2 separate regions of the Capra hircus genome follow, and region 2 is linked to region 1. A link is a contact called in public Hi-C data. All regions are on one chromosome and are shown on one strand. Each heading gives the region's core, a stretch centred on a gene start, on an enhancer-like site or on the middle of the called end of the contact. The rest is flanking DNA. Distances are from core to core; before and after follow the strand shown. Region 1 has its middle 43 kb from the start of KRR1. Region 2 holds the start of PHLDA1 (pleckstrin homology-like domain family A member 1).

Region 1 (3,589 bases), core at 252-2,751:
AGGCAATCTATATCCAGCCTCTTGCAAAGTACAAAAGAAAACACTGTTTAAACCATTTTTGGTCAATTTTTCTTACTTGTAGCCAAATGCATCCCTGTATAATACAAATAGAGTTTGACAATACAATGTGGAAATGACCTAAAAGGAGAAGCGCTAATTGTAGCTAAAGAACAATAACAACATTACCGCAACAGAAAGTCTTAGAGGGCAGGGGTGTGTGTTTTCACTTTATTCACTGTGGTGTCTCCAAAATTTAGAGTAGTGACTGGCATGTAGTAGGCATTCAATCAGTGCTTGCTGGCTGAGCTGTAGCATTTATGTTTGGGGAGTTGCCCCCTAAATTCTGTGTCCTTCCTTCACTTCCGCAAGATGTGTTTTCAGCTGCATGTCTTAATGGTTCTCTGAAACCTGACTCAACCACTAAGTGTCCTGGAGCAAAAGTTTCATGCAGCCTCAGAAGGAATCACAGCAATGAGTCAGAGGAGCCCTGTAAATTTGGGGAAATCTTGAAAGTGAAGTCGCTCAGTCATGTCCGACTCTTTGCGACCCCATGGACTGTAGCCTACCAGGCTCCTCCCTCCATGGAATTCTCCAGGCAAGAATACTGGAGTGGGTCTTACATTCACTTTATTATAATATCAGAAAGGTCAGAGGGTACTGGAAAGGGGGCCTGAACTCTCAGCTCTAAAGAGCCCTGTCACACGTCTCACCTGGGCTCACCTGCTGCCTGACTCTGTCTGCTTGAATCGCTCATTCCATCTTTCACACAGGATGGCATCAAATAAGAGGGCTGACCTCAAGCACCAAAATGTGGCCATACAATTTGCAGTTCATTGCCTCCTATCTACCTGTTATCATCAGGGAGATGTTGGAGGTTTGTGAGGCAGAAAAGTATTAGTTGAGGTTTTGGCTTTTATGCATCTGTTCAAAGGTATTTTTCCATCTTTCATATCCAATATTCCCCAAAGGACCAAAAAGATAAAATGACATTTGGGTGAATTTCCTTCTTAAATAATTAAACATAACTCACCATTCCTCCAGCCATGTGCAAGAGATATTTTAAAGGGAAATTCTTCCTCCTATCGATCTGCTCTAACAAGAACATCGTTTTGACTTTCAGCACTCAGTTTATCTGTGAGAAAATACCTGTGGCATGTACAGTTAATCATAAGCTGTCAAGGTGAGGATAACCACGCTGATGTAATCAACTGATTTAAAAATAACTAGGCATGAAATTCACTCTCCTATCAATAATTAAGTTGTCACCCTCTGGAAAAATATTATCAGAATCATTACTATGACTATTTTTCCTGTTTAAAGATTTCTAGGATTTCCCTGGTGGTTAAGAATCCACCTGTCAATGCATAAGGCATGGGTTCAGTCCCTGGTCTGCAAAGATCCCACGTGCCTCAGGGCAGCTAAGCGCATGAGCCGCAACTACTGAGCTTGCGCTCTGGGAGCTGCAACTTAAGCCCACGTGGAGCGACGACTGAAGCCCATGCGCCCCAGAGACTGCGATCCCCAGCAGGAGAAGCCCCCACAGTGACGAGCCCTGCATCACAACTGGTGAGCAGCCCCCGCTCGCCACGACTAGAGAAAGCCCGCACACAGCAACCGAGACCCTCACAGCCGAAAACAAGTTAAAAGAAAGATTTCTAAGAAAGATTCACTGTGATTCTTTAAAACTATACTTTGTTACTCTTTTTAACTTCTGAACTTCTGGAAGCCATACCAGATATATGACTTCAAGTGGATTTTGGTGTTTTACGAGTCCTGCCTGTAATGTCCAAGGAAAGAAATTATTCTCTGGAGAACAGCCTAAACTAGTCCAACAATTTGCCTGAGGAAAGCCTGAAGAAATAGGCTATTTTCGCTTTGTCTTTAAAAATAGAAATACATGAGGGTGTATGAGTTCAGTATCACTGAACATGTCACATCTCAGCCAAAAGACATGAGGTCCTAAGTTTTTTCACAAGAATTAATTCCATCAGGCATATCTTACTTTGTTGCTCTGGGCTTGACTGTTTCACAGATACAATATTTTGTTACAATTGAAGATTTGTGTCAACCCTGTATCAAGTAAGTCCCTTTTCCAGGGCACCTGCTCACTCTGTGTCACACTTTTTAAAATATTATTATTGAGACTATTTTTAAAGAACAGTTTAGGGTTGATAGAAAAATTAGGGGGAAGGTACAAATTTTTCATATATTCACTGCTCTATGTCACAGTTTGATAATTCTCAAAATATTTCAACCCCTTTACCTCACTGAAGGCTCAGATAATGGCTTACATTTTCTTTAGCAATAAAGTATTTTTCACTAAAGTATACACTTTTTAAAAAACATAATGCTATTGCATACTTAATACACTATGAAAGTGAAGTCACTCAGTCGTGTCCAACTCTTTGTCACCCCATGGACTGTAGCCTACCAGGCTCCTCCCTCCATGGGATTCTCCAGGCAAGAGAACTGGAGTGGGTTGCCATTTCCTTCGCCAGGGGATCTTCCTGACCCAGGAATCAAACCCGGGTCTCCTGCATTCCAGGCAGACGCTTTAACCTCTGAGCCACCAGGGAAACCCAATACACTATAGTACAGTGCAAACATAACTTTTGCAAGCACTAGAAAACCAGAAAATTCATGTGACTCACTTTATTGCACTATCGACTTTATTGCAATGGTCTGGAATCCAACCCACAATCTCTCTGAGGTAGGCCTGTTTTGGGAAGAATTTTTAGTTCTCCATTTCCTTCTCTCTTTGGAGCTCAGGAACTCTCATAAGTACGACAGCACGCGTTGCCATTTTTCCATAGCGCCAGACGGTTAGTTTTGAGAACCGGATCTGGACGTGGTTTGCCTCACTGAGTCCTTTCTTTTGTCTCCTGTCTGGGATTTTCACCACCTTGCACACCAGGCGGCATACCTGACTTTGGAGAATTCACACTGGATTTGCTTCTGCAAAGAAGTGATTGGATTCCTCTGTTGACTTTTGGACCCTGTTCTAACCTCAACCATCATCGCTCGTCTAGCCCAATGGACGTCTGAGCTGTGTTTATGAGGGAAAAAATGAGGAAGAGTCACTGACAGATCAGGGTCAGGAGGTAATGAGCCACTGGGATCAGGTGGTGGCCGCCTGAGCATTTTTCACAGGACACTGAGCAAGAATGAAGACTCAAGGGCATCTTGCAGAGAAGTGCAGAGCTGAGGACTAAATCCAGGGCGTGGCTACTCAGAAGCCTCAGGGGCCATCATTGTCTTGCAGAAAAACATTCCCAGCTGGGCAACTGGTCTGGTTTATGGAAGGATGAAGCTGTTTATGGTAGAGAAGTGCTGACAATTATTTTATACCCTTGAAAAGGGCATTAGACATAATCTACGAGGCAATGAGAAGTATGACTATTTCAGAGATTATCTCCCAAGCTTGGCTTCCCAGGAGTGCCCCCTTTCACAAGTCTGTGGTTTATGCCCCTGTGGATGTGGAGGTTGGAACACTATTCTGGGAACTGCCAGCAGCAACAGTCAGCTGGGTTGCGTTCATGCTCTTGAGTGTATGGAAGCAGTCATACAATTTGGCTTCTTGCTGTGAAAT
Region 2 (3,301 bases), core at 104-2,603, 490 kb after region 1:
CTTCTCTCCACCTCCCAGAAACCTAGGTTCATTGCTCCCTTGCCCACCCAAGAGCCGAACCCGTGAGCAGGCTTCCCGCTCTGACACCCCCAGAGCCGCTCCCCGGACCCGCGCCGACCTTACCGCGTTCGGGCCGGGTGCTGCCCTCTTCAGGCCGAGTTGGAGGTGCTGCGGAGGAGCCGGTGGCCGTGCGCCTGCGAGAGCGGCGGTGGGTGCGGGTGCGGTAGTGGGTGCGCGTGCGGATGCGGGTGCGGGTGCGGGTGCGAATGCGGGTACGGATGAAGCGGCTGCGGCTGCGGCTTCGGCTGAGCCTGGGGTTTGGGCTGGGGCTGCGGTTTGGGTTGTTGCTGCGGCTGGGCTTGGGACTGAGGCTGCGGCTGGGCTTGGCTTTGGGGCTGAAGCGGCTGCGGCTGCGGAGGCTGTTGCTGGACCAAGTGCTGTTGCTTCTGCCGCGTGGACTTGACCGCCAGGATGGCCTGGCGATTCTTGTACTGCACCATCTGCAACGTGATCTCGGCGTTCCAGCCCTGGTCCTGCGGGCACCGAAAGTCGATCTCCTTGCCCTCAGCCATCACCACGGTGAAGTACATGTACTTGCCCTTGCGCTCCACGCAGTCCACGGTCTTCATGTTGGAAAAGTGCAATTCCTTGAGCTTGACCGGCGGCTCGAGGCTGGCCACGGCGGGGCCTCCGGGTTGGGACGGTTCGACCGAACCCTGCCCGGGCTGCTGTTGCTGCTGCTGCTGGTGGTGGTGTTGCAGCTGTTTGGGCGGGATGAGCAGCAGCCCCTCCTCGGTGAGGATGCAGCACTTCTTCTTCCAGAGCTGCAGCAGCCCGTCGCTGCGCTTCTCCAACACGCCCTCCTTCAGCGCCTTGCAGCCGCTGCTCTCCAACATCCTCCCGGCATAGGGGGCGCCGCCGCTCGGCTCGGCCTCTCCGCTTCCAGCCGCCCGGGTCGGGGGCAGCAGCAGCAGCCGCGCGCCGTCCTCGCCCCAACGGCTCCCGCGGCCTCCGGGCCGGAGCGCGCAGAGGAGGCTAACGCGCAGAAAGCAGAGCGGCGGCGGCGGCGGCGGCGGCTCGGGGTCCGGGCAGCAGGGCAGCCGCGTCCTGATGCGCCACAAGGTCCCGGAGCTGCGAGCCGCCGGGGCTCTGCCGTCCTCTTGCGAGCGCTCACTGAAGGGCACTGGCCGGGCCCCCTCGCGGCGCTTTTGAATGGGCCATATCCCCCACCCCCGAGTGACACCCAGCGGAAAAGGCGGCTCCTGGCGCCCGCGCCGCGGGGGAAAGCCCAGCTCGGAGAGGCGCTCTGCCGCCGGCGCGCGCCTCATTCACTTGGGGCCTTTCCAAAGCCGGCCGGTCCACGCCCCCCGCGCCCCTCGCTCCGCCTCCCGCCGCCCACTCGCTTCCGCGCTCCTGCCCCAGGCTGGCGGCCGGGACGCGAGCCCCGGAAACTCGTCTCCTCCGCCCGGGGCCGCGGCCGAGGGCGCCCCGACTGCCGGGCGAAGAATGCCGACGCGCAGAGGGCGCCGAGAGGCCATCCCCAGCCGTCGCGCCTCTCCGCCCGGCGGGGCTCACCGCGGAGAGCCTCGGGTGGGCACGGGACTGCCCAAGTGGGCGCAGTTGCCAGACTGCCAGGCACGCCAGGCGGACCCTCTGCGCTCCGGAACTCGCCCTGAGGACTCGCGCTGGGTTCCGAAATCTCGCAGAGCCCGCTCCAGGCCTGGGCCAGCGAGGAACTGGGGCTGAGGTTCGCACACTGCGGAGTCCCGCGAACTGTGCCTCCCCCGGACCCCACGTAGACATCTTAGTGCGCAAAGGGCGAGAGGAAATGGTGTCTTTACACTCACATTCGCTTACGGCCACTACCCAGCTCTTCTTAGCGCGATTGTTAAGAGCAACCGTCTGTCCCTTTTGGAGTGGATAGAAGGGAACCCACTAGAAATGACATTTCGCCTTCCTTTTTTCGAGCCTGGAGCGCAAGCACTCCTTATCTTACGTGACACAAGCCCTTAGGCTTCCTCTTGACCCATCCGTACAGCCTGCAGTCTCTTACAAGAGTAACTGCAAATTGCGGTAACATCCGGTTCTGAGATTCCGCACTTTAACCTCCAAAGGGCAGGTTGGCCTCCGTGGACCCGTCTCTTCGCAAACGCCCAACAGGTCATATCTCTCCTAATCTCATTTATCTGTAACCCCGGGGAAGGTCATTCTGTGCTCGCCCCTAGGTCCCTCCTACTCCATTTAAGCAATTTCTATAGAAACTCTGGGAAACAAAGATTAAAGAGCATAAACCGAAACCAAACCTCTTAAGGAAATGTACTAGAGAATCCCAATTATATACCCACCCTGAAAAATATGAATTACACAAAAGAAAGAAATGAGGGGTGGACAAGTCGGAGTTGGCCAGGGTAACAGGAAAGGCTGCTACTTGTGCCCAAGAAGGAAGAAAGGAGAGCTGAGTTCATCTGTAGTGTCTGTCATCTCGCTGGAACAAAGAATTCAAGGGGGAAGAAGCGACACATGAGCTTGGAGAACCCCTCAAGAGTCAAATTCTTTGTGTCACGCTTAAGAAAATCGAGGTTCATCCCAAGGTAATCGAGAACAAAGGATAACTTTTAATCACGGGAGGGTCCCGAATCTTGATGAAAGGAACAATGTTTCAGCACAGAAAACAATTCCAGCGCAGTCCTGACACCCACTGAACTGCACTTAGCATCCTCAGGGCCTTCACACTGTTGATAGATGAGCAGTCTTGGTAGGAGAAAGGCGATTAAAATCATGTAAAGATCTCTAGTAAAACAATTCTGTGTAACAATGACAAACACTACACCTGGTATCTGTTTTCCCCCTGCCTTTGCAGGACAAGTGAGCATTCCAAAGAATTTCCACATGACCAGCTGTTCATCTTTTTAACAGAATGCCATTCTTCAGCTCCTTTAGAAAGGATGCTTCCAGTCTCTGAGGCAGGTGTAGTGGGGAAAGACATTTCATATGGAAAAATGATACAATACAAAATTGACTGGCTAAAAGTAAGACATCTTCTGGCAACCCAACCCATTTTCTTAAGAGGAACTGAATGTTTTGGTGTTATCTAACCTGCAGTTTATCAGGATGCATCAAATGCATTTTATCTCAATTACTTAAAAATGTCTAACCAAACAGCGTAATTTTCAAAAGCACTTCTTATATAACTAGAGACTTTAAAAATCAGAATTTTCAGCTGGCTATTTGATAGCTTGTGAACAGTCCGGAAGTCCAGTTTGCCTTCTCCAACCACCTGTGAGCGTGCTCTTAGTGGCTG

The links. Hi-C and Micro-C count contacts between places; a contact is called where the count stands out from the background.
Region 2: a Hi-C map of blood shows a contact between it and region 1, with 5 times the contacts expected there. The contact joins the promoter of PHLDA1 here to the enhancer-like site in region 1. A contact is called at or near these places in 4 of 5 Hi-C or Micro-C datasets (blood and liver).

The regions. Positions count from the first base shown.
Region 1 is chr5:4,868,285-4,871,873 of ARS1.2, forward strand. No RefSeq gene overlaps it. Among named protein-coding and RNA genes, the nearest start is that of KRR1, 43 kb to the left of the region's middle. Within about 2 kb of position 1,502, at least 1 of the 5 cell types and tissues checked has an H3K27ac peak or open chromatin away from gene starts, as enhancers often do.
Region 2 is chr5:5,360,576-5,363,876 of ARS1.2, forward strand. PHLDA1 (pleckstrin homology-like domain family A member 1) reads right to left here and starts at 1,354. Exons shown (of 2, transcript XM_018047569.1): 1 at 124-1,354. The coding sequence starts at 1,328. The coding sequence ends at 150.